Regions from separate parts of the Mus musculus genome. Here all the other regions are linked to region 3. The links are chromatin contacts, called in public HiChIP or PLAC-seq and promoter capture Hi-C maps. All regions are on one chromosome and are shown on one strand. The core of a region is the stretch at or near the end of the contact, and the rest is flanking DNA. Distances in the headings are between cores, read along the strand shown. Region 1 holds the start of Cmtm6 (CKLF-like MARVEL transmembrane domain containing 6). Region 2 overlaps Arpp21 (cyclic AMP-regulated phosphoprotein, 21). Region 3 holds the start of Pdcd6ip (programmed cell death 6 interacting protein).

Evidence for each region. Promoter capture Hi-C pulls out the DNA fragments that hold promoters and counts their contacts. HiChIP or PLAC-seq counts read pairs in DNA pulled down with a chosen protein or histone mark.
Region 1: a promoter capture Hi-C map of erythroid cells shows a contact between it and region 3, with 19 times the contacts expected there. The contact joins the promoter of Cmtm6 here to the promoter of Pdcd6ip in region 3. A contact is called at or near these places in 1 of 39 promoter capture datasets (erythroid cells) and 1 of 115 datasets of contacts at active chromatin or transcription factors (the 230-238 cell line).
Region 2: a contact with region 3 is called in an H3K27ac HiChIP or PLAC-seq map of large pre-B cells, with 11 times the contacts expected there. The contact joins the enhancer-like site here to the promoter of Pdcd6ip in region 3. A contact is called at or near these places in 3 of 39 promoter capture datasets (the C10 cell line, hippocampal neurons and second pharyngeal arch cranial neural crest) and 2 of 115 datasets of contacts at active chromatin or transcription factors (embryonic forebrain and large pre-B cells).

What each region holds. Positions count from the first base shown.
Region 1 is chr9:114,729,772-114,732,471 of GRCm38.p6, reverse strand. Cmtm6 (CKLF-like MARVEL transmembrane domain containing 6) reads right to left here and starts at 1,269. Exons shown (of 4, transcript NM_026036.3): 1 at 1,099-1,269. The coding sequence starts at 1,236.
Region 2 is chr9:112,101,310-112,104,009 of GRCm38.p6, reverse strand. The region is part of intron 19 of Arpp21 (cyclic AMP-regulated phosphoprotein, 21); the gene reads left to right. Gm51694 (a long non-coding RNA gene) reads right to left here. Exons shown (of 3, transcript XR_003948255.1): 1 at 1-2,700. Among named protein-coding and RNA genes, the nearest start is that of Gm51694, 15 kb to the right of the region's middle. Within about 2 kb of position 1,404, at least 59 of the 459 cell types and tissues checked have an H3K27ac peak or open chromatin away from gene starts, as enhancers often do.
Region 3 is chr9:113,706,836-113,709,535 of GRCm38.p6, reverse strand. It overlaps Pdcd6ip (programmed cell death 6 interacting protein), which reads left to right and starts at 1,277. Exons shown (of 18, transcript NM_011052.2): 1 at 1,277-1,637. The coding sequence starts at 1,429.

The DNA.
Region 1 (2,700 bases), core at 20-2,519, 1.0 Mb before region 3:
AGGTCATCCTCTACATTAGTGAGTCTAAAGTTAACTGGACTACATGAGACTTGAGACCCTGTGAAAAAAGAGTGGAAGAGAAGGAATGGAAAGGAGAGGGGGAGGAAGAGAGGAACAAGGGGAGAGAGGGAGAAGGAAAAGAAGGAGGTGGAAGGGTGGGGGCAAAACCACACCCATCTGGGTTAAAGGAACAGGTTCTGCAAATGCGCAAAGACGGGGAACCCAGGTGCCTGCGGAACCTAAAGGTGTCCACTGCAGACATCTTAGGAGGATGTAGGGGGTTACACAAGACCAGATCTACTTATCACTTGTCTCTGAATGATTTCCTCTCATCCCCAAGCTGGCACCTAAAAGCAGCGCCAGTTTTCTAACTGCTGGCTTTCTACTTCAGGAAAGTAGGTCAACTGAGTTCCAAGAATGTAAGTTCTGATTATCGGCGTTTTGAGAATTTTAAATCTTCCCAAGAAAGGCAGTGGGCCACTTTTAGCATAAATGGCTCACAAAACTAAACAAAACCCATAAACATTCTAAACAATTTGGTTTTCCGAAAAGTGTCTTCTTGAAAAACCTTAATACCCATTGGCAGCTGAGACACAGCAGGAGTATCATAATTTAAATAGCAAAGATGACTACAGTTTCACGCCTAGGCGGAAATAAAGAGAAGCAGGTTCAGGTTCTCTCACCCGCACACATGAAGCAGAAAGATGCCCTTTCGACTCTCTCTGCCTTGATCAAACTCACTGTGCAAGTTAAACACATACACAAACTATCCGACATGTTATATTGCCCTAATGGGCCAGCACCCGGAAAACCGCAAAAGCCAGAAAAGATAAACAGAAAGCACTACGTTGTCTGAAACACAAGCATTCTGGGCGATAATGAAAGAATTCTAGCTGAGAGAAGGGAAAAAGGGTTTAAGAGGCTGAGGCCGGGCCACGGGTAGGCGGTGGACGGCAACGCCTCCTTCCCGGGTAGGAAGGGAAGGAACTGGGGTGTGGAAACGGCTGCTTCCCGAACGAGGAGGCCGAGCGAGCGGCAGCCTCGAGGCATCCACCCCAGCCCTCAGCCCACAGGTCCCGGCCGCCGCCGTAGGCTCACCAGCTGCAAGCCTTTGAGGATGCGCCGATGCCAAGGGAGCCTGCCCAGGACGAAGTAGGCGGCCAGGCCGCTGCGCGCACCCCTGCCAGTGCCCGGGGCCGCCTCGGTGGTGGGACTGTAGACCGCTCCGTTCTCCATCGCCCGCAAACACTCGCTCACCCAGCTAAACTCTCGGCCGAGCGGTAGGGGGCGTCACTTCCTGGGACTCCGCCCACGCTTCCGGTCAACTCCGCCCTCCTCACGCCTCGTCACGCCCCCTCGCTTGCTGAGCTCCAGCCCATAGAATTTCTCTCCCTTTGCCACGCCCCCATGGTTTGCCGCGCCTCTTGTTCGCCACACCCCTCTGCCTTTCCTGCTCTCTGGTTAACTCTCGACAGTTTCTTTCTTTTTTTGGGTTTTTATTTTATTTATTTATTTATTTTTGGTTTTTCGAGACAGGGTTTCTCCGTGTAGCCCTGGCTATCCTGGAACTCACTCTGTAGACCAGGCTGGCCTCGAACTCAGAAATCTGCCTGCCTCTGCCTCCCAAGTGCTGGGATTAAAGGCGTTGCGCCACCACTGCCCGGCTAACTCTTGACAGTTTCATGCTTTCGATGGACTTCAGCTTTTTTGTTTTTTGGATTTTTTAAATTACACTTTGATTAATCTATCTATTTTATCTATATTTTTAATCTATCTATCTATCGATCTATCTATCCATCCGTCCATCCACCTATCTAAGAAGGAGCGTTGTGCTGAGGTCAGAAAACTATTCTGAGTCATTTCTTCCTGAGAATTGAATTCATTTTCAGGCTTAGTAACTGGCGCCTTTACCTACTGAGCCACCTCTCCGCCCTGACTTGATCTGTGTCTTTTAGTTTCGTTTCGGTCTGATTTAAAAATAAAAGAAATAAAACCAAGGTTTCACGTGCCCAGACTAGCCTAGAACTATGTACATAGCCAGCACTAGTCTGCAACTAGTGACAATCCTCCTGCCTCTGTCTCTGAAGTGCTGAGATTACAGGCACGTGCTCCTCCTCCCCTCAGCCTGTTTTGTTTTTTTAAAACTGCCAGAGATCACATTGAGGTCCTTCTGTATGCTAACCGCCCTCCTCCCCCGCGCCCGTCCCCGTCTCCCCCCGCCCCGCCCCCCCGCCCCCCCCCCCGTTGAGCTGCACCCCTCCATGCTCCTCCCACAGAGATTTGACTTATTTCTCACGTCTCACTATCTTCCATCTTTCAGATAGTCATCTTCTCATGGGCGGGAGGGGTGCACCCGCGTATGAAGGTGCAGGCTCGCGCGGGTGCAAGTGTGGAGGTCAGAAGTCAACCTTGAGTATGTTCCTCAGGCACCATCTACCCTGTTTTAGGGCAGTGTGTCTCACTGAACCTAGCTTACTAGATAGGTGAGGCTAAAAGGCTAAGAAGACCCAGAGATCAGCGTCCCGCCTTGCCAGCTCCGCCGTTACAAGCACAGGCTACATTGGTCTTTTTATATGGGTTCTAGGAATCGAACTCACATCACCAATGGCAGCCAGCACTTTACCAGCTAAGCTGTCTTCCCTGTTCTTGTTTTTCAGTATCATTGGATGTTTACAGTACAACTGAAAACCAGATCTGGAT
Region 2 (2,700 bases), core at 155-2,654, 1.6 Mb after region 3:
AGGCACTCAAGAGCTAGAGGCAGGGCAGTCAGAAGTTTGAGGTCATCCTTGGCTATATAGAGTGTGAGGTCAGCTGGGGATAGAGAAGACCTGGTTTAAAATAATATTAATAATAATAATAACAACAATAAATAATAATGATATAAAATGTAGCAAGACAAACATAGAAACTGAACATTCTAAGAAGGTGAGCCGACTGAGTTCTAATTCTGGAAATATTACACAGCAAGTTCGTAGATGACCTGAGCGACCTGGAGCATTCGGCTTCCTGGAAGCACCGGGAAATCAATAACCCCACACCACTTGAGATCTAAAGTTCAACTTCTTTGCAGCATATCGATCCTTCGGTCTCTGATTGCTGCCTTCCTCAGAGCAATGATGAATATGCACACACAGTGGCTGGCTTCTCTCGTACCCCACTGCTGAGCCTGTCAGTCACAGAAGGGAGAGCCACAAGCCCACTCCTTCTCCTCCCTTCTGCGGAGTTGCTACCTGCTCAGCTGACACCACAGGAATCCAAGCAGGCTGAGGCCAATGCCCCCTCTGCAGGATTAGCTCCCCAGTACAAATAGAGATGAAAAAACATGTTAATGTCATTTATTTTCTAATATTTTTCTCTCACCATGCCCACCTTTCTTCTCATGTGGATTAATCCAGTGAAACTTATTTTCCTACCTTCAGATGCTCAGTCTGTGATGGCTCTGATGCGGTATCTTCCAAAGTATCTTAACTTGCTGGTGTGGGTCTCATTCACTGTAAACTGAAGAAAGATAGTTGGGGCAGAAAAATCAATGTTGTTTTGGCCACGTGTCCCTTCCAGTATAGCCAACAGACACTTGTACTTTGAATTAAAATGTCAATAATTTAAATTACCCAAATAGGAAGAGTGAGCCTGTGTCCCCATCCTGTTCAGTAACACTGCAGCGCTGTAGGAATCTCCTTCCATCTCAGTAATGAGATGGAATAGAGCAAGAAATCCTGTGCATGATTGTGTGTACTTACAGATTTCAGAAGCCTATGAAAAGATACTAAGCCAGGGTTTGTTAAGGGGATGGCGAGAATCAGACTAACAAGAGTCCAAGCCCCCTTCCTTTGCTCATTATTATTGGCTTGTGTGACAGTAACTGGGTATAAATTATGTAGTTCAGTAATACCAGCTCCCAGCATCAACATGAGCTATCCTCCTGCCTCAACTCCCAGCCCCGAGGGTTTGTGGCATTGTTCTAAAGACTGTCAACTTGAATTCTTTCCATTTGCTTCTCGGTTGACAGGCAGCATTCGTAAAGGGACAGCTGCCATGTGGCTGTTTCTGTTATATTTGTAGCAGGAGCCTGGCTTGGGTTTGGAGAGCCTCTGGGGAGGCTGAGCCTCTGAGGAATCACAACAGATGGCTTTATTGAGGAGCTAACAGGCGTGGGAGTAGATGCAGGAAGTGGAAAGACACACCAGCTGGGAGTTGTATGTCTGCTAGTCCTAAAGGAACTTGATGGGGACTTCATGATTGCCTGAGCTATATTATGTACATAGAAAAAAATGGAGATGAAGATGTTGTGAAATCAAATTATAATTGTGAAGACTTTAAAATGAAGGAGCCTGTCACTGCCCTGTGAATGGGAGACTCATCCTCTGGCAGCGCCTGTGAATGGGATACCAATTAGCCAAGGCATAGTTGGGCATGAAACCTGGTAGTAGGATGTTTATCTAGAAGGTGCAGTGCTCTGGGTTCAATCCACAGTGCCAGCAAATGAACAAATAAATTGGAGATCTGGGTGGATAGCTCTGTGGGTAAAGCGCATGCCATACAACTGTGCTGACCAGAGTTCAGATCCCCAGGAGCCACATTAAAAAGCTAGCTGTGGTAGAGCACATGTTCAATCCCAGATCTCCTCCACTGAGATGGGAGGTGAAGAAAAGAGAACAGCCAGAAGCCTGAGGGTCAGGGAGCCTGCGTCATACAAAAAAAAAAAAAAAAAAAAAAAAAAAACGAGGTGAAGATGAGCCTCAGAGGTTTTCCTCTAACTTTCACACCAAAGAAAACGTGAGATTATTGCTGGAATATACATGGCCCCACTGCTGGCTTACACACAGCCCCACTCCTTACCGCACCTCCTATCCCCAACAACGATTTAAAAGAAAAAATCTAGCTAAGAGAAAAACATTCTTTCATGATTCCTAAATAACTGATTTTTTTTAAAGTTAGGTATTTTCTTCATTTACATTTCCAATGCTATCCTAAAAGTCCCTCATGCCCCCCCCCCACTCCCCTACCCACTCACTCCCACTTCTTGGCCCTGGCGTTCCCCTGTACTGGAACACCAGGGCCAAATAACTGCTTTTGAAATCATATTGTGCCTGCTTTTAGACTGGTGTGTGGAAGGGTCATGCAGAGCACTAATAAATGGGGACTTGGGGAGTCACAAATTCCTCTAATTGCCAATGTCTAGCCAAAAATGATTCTGTTTGGGTGGGGCAGATGCATTCCTTCAATCTTAACAAAAGCTTCCTTTCTCTTTAAACACAATGGATTCTAAAACTCAACGTAGGTCAGTTCAGTTCCTATGATATGCATTCTTCAGCAATTAATATGGCATTAATATTTAAGAACCACTGGCCTGAAGCAAATCTTACTTTGAAAAGTATTCTGAGTTTTGTTTCCTTCCCAGTGTTCAAAGGGAACTCCCATCGGTGAGAATGCCATGG
Region 3 (2,700 bases), core at 28-2,527:
CCCACCTGAGTTCCACCCCTGAGACCCACGTGGTAGAAGGGACTGATTCCAGAAGTTGACCTCTGACCTCTGAGTACTCCCCAATAAATAAACCATAATAAAAATAAACAGTAAAAATACCAGACTTGTCTTCTGGGAGGCCTTCAAGAAACATTCTATGTATGTGCGCGTGAGGGCTGGCCCCAGAGGAGGCCCCAAGAGGGTGATGGGTCGCCTTGAGTTACAGGTGTTGAGTGTGTTCCTAAAGAGGCTACTGGGAACCCAGGTCGGCCTCTCACTCAGGCAGAGCAGCAAACAGTCTTTAACTGCTAATCTATTTCCCCAGTTACCCAGGGAGGCCTTTGTAAAAAATATAAAAAAAATTGCTTAAGTACGACTGATTGTACTAAATAGATTCTAGACACTGACTACAAGTTTCATAATGATTTGTGGTGTCACTCTTCAACTTCCTTTCATTCTAGTCTCTACTTCCCTTTTAAGTTCTGGATATGGGATACTCGTGCTTTAGGTCTGGGGCCTCTTCCCACTTAAGTCTCTCCACCCGTGCTCTCTTTTAATGTCAAATTGCGAGTATTCTTTTAAATTCATCTTCTGGGAGGATGTTTCTTAAATTATCTTGCTTATGCTATGTTCTTCTAAGAGATCTCTTTTTACGTACCTTACTACCGACTGTGTCCTTACCTGGAAGACTGCACGAAGGCAGGGACTTTTTCTACTTTTGCCCTGGGGGGTGGGGGTGGGGGTAAGGCTGCACACACAATGGACCTTCAACCGCACATCACAATACTCCCCAGGGTCTGGTCTCATAGGAGAAAGCATAACAAAGGAGCATTTCACCACCGGGCAGAATATATTGACCTATAAAATTAATTTTTGTAATAAAAAAGGAAAAATACAATCAATTAAAAATATTTTAAAAAGAAAAATAGAGCAGAATCTAAGGAGAATTTAAAATCTTCTTGAGCCGGGTGGTAGTGGCGTATGCCTTTAATCCCAGCATTGGGGAGGCATAGGCAGGAAGATCTCCGCGAGTTCGAGGCCGGCTTGGACTACAAGTCAGTTCCAAGATAGCCAGGGCTACACAGAGAAACCCAGTCTCGAACAAAACAACCAAACCAAACCAAAATAACCAAAAGAATCTTTTTGAAAATTTAATCATCGCAGTAGGCTACCGCCTGATCCCACCACGCAGGCGCCGCACAGGCGAGCCCAGGTGAGCGACGCTTTGGTGGCACCATCACGTGACCGAGCGGCGCGCCCCTCCGACTGCGCCTGCGCGGGGGCTCCCGGAAGTGGCCAGCTCGAAGCGCTGGCGGCCCAGTCCGTCGGCCCGTCGGTCCGCTCCTCCGCTGCCGGTGCCGAGCGCGCCTAGGCCGTGGTCGCTGTCCCTCCGTCTGTGCGGCCCGACGCGGCGGCCGGGCGCTCACCATGGCGTCGTTCATCTGGGTGCAGCTGAAGAAGACCTCGGAGGTGGACCTGGCCAAGCCGCTGGTGAAGTTCATCCAGCAGACGTACCCGAGCGGCGGCGAGGAGCAGGCCCAGTACTGCCGTGCGGCCGAGGAGCTCAGCAAACTGCGGCGCTCGGCGCTCGGTCGCCCGCTGGACAAGCATGAGGGCGCCCTGGAGACGTTGCTGAGGTGGGCCCGGGCGGCGGGGCTCCCTCCCAGCCTCCCTTCCTGTCCCCGCTCCCCTCCCCAGCCTCGCTTCCTCCTCCCTTCATAGCCTTTTCCTCTCCCCCGCGCCTGGCCTCCACTCTGACTCAGGCCAGCAGCGTAGGTGTGGTCAGCATTCTTTCCTGGTGAGAGGACTCATAACCCTGTCCTCCCTTCCGAGTGCCTTCTGTCACCGAGGCTCCTTACCTGGGAGGACGTCTGCCGTGTAATGATCTCTCTGGTTACAGCCGTTTGACCGGTTTTCACTTTTTGGGTGTTACAACTGGAGTCTCCCTTTTACAATCCCTGTTTGTGACTTTATTGGACCACGTCTAGATTTCCTAATAATAGTTACGAAAGGGAAGGGAGAGAATTTGGACACTAAACCAAATGTCGGTGACTTATTATATTGTTCACTTGAAGTAAGTCATCTCATGTTCCAATAATCAAGTGACAGACTGACAGTTGTAAAAGTTAGGAGCTACAGTCGTTTGAAAGAAAACTTGAATGACATAGTAGACCGCTGAGACTGGTTACTTAAAAATCTTTTGACACGGGCGTATGCACGTATGGAATACCCTGGTCCTTTTTGCAATTGGTGACAACCCAGGTACTTGATAATGATAACATTTCCGTGATACCTTATGATCCAATTTCTGGTAATATGATCTTGTTTCATGCAAGGGACGCTGGTGGATTAGGGTGGGAACAGAGCTGTCCAGAGACACCCCTTAGTTTTGGCATCATCTTGCTCCCGTGATGTTTCCTGCATGTGTTGCCAGATGGCCACTAGCAGCCCTTACCGTAGTTAGAATGGCTCCCAGCACTGAGTAGACTTTATCTGTTGACAGAGTGAGGAGCCAGATTTCAAACAGTTCTCTCACGAGAGTTTTAGAGTGGATTTGCTTTAAAGTGCCCGAGTTTTGTAAAACTGTAAGGAACGTCTGCGAGTGCTGGGGTTAGTCACACAGTGCTTGTCTGCGGGTGGTATATGTGGCCTGTGTATCCAGCGGCTGTCTCAAGTGCTTGATGCACATTGTATCATCCG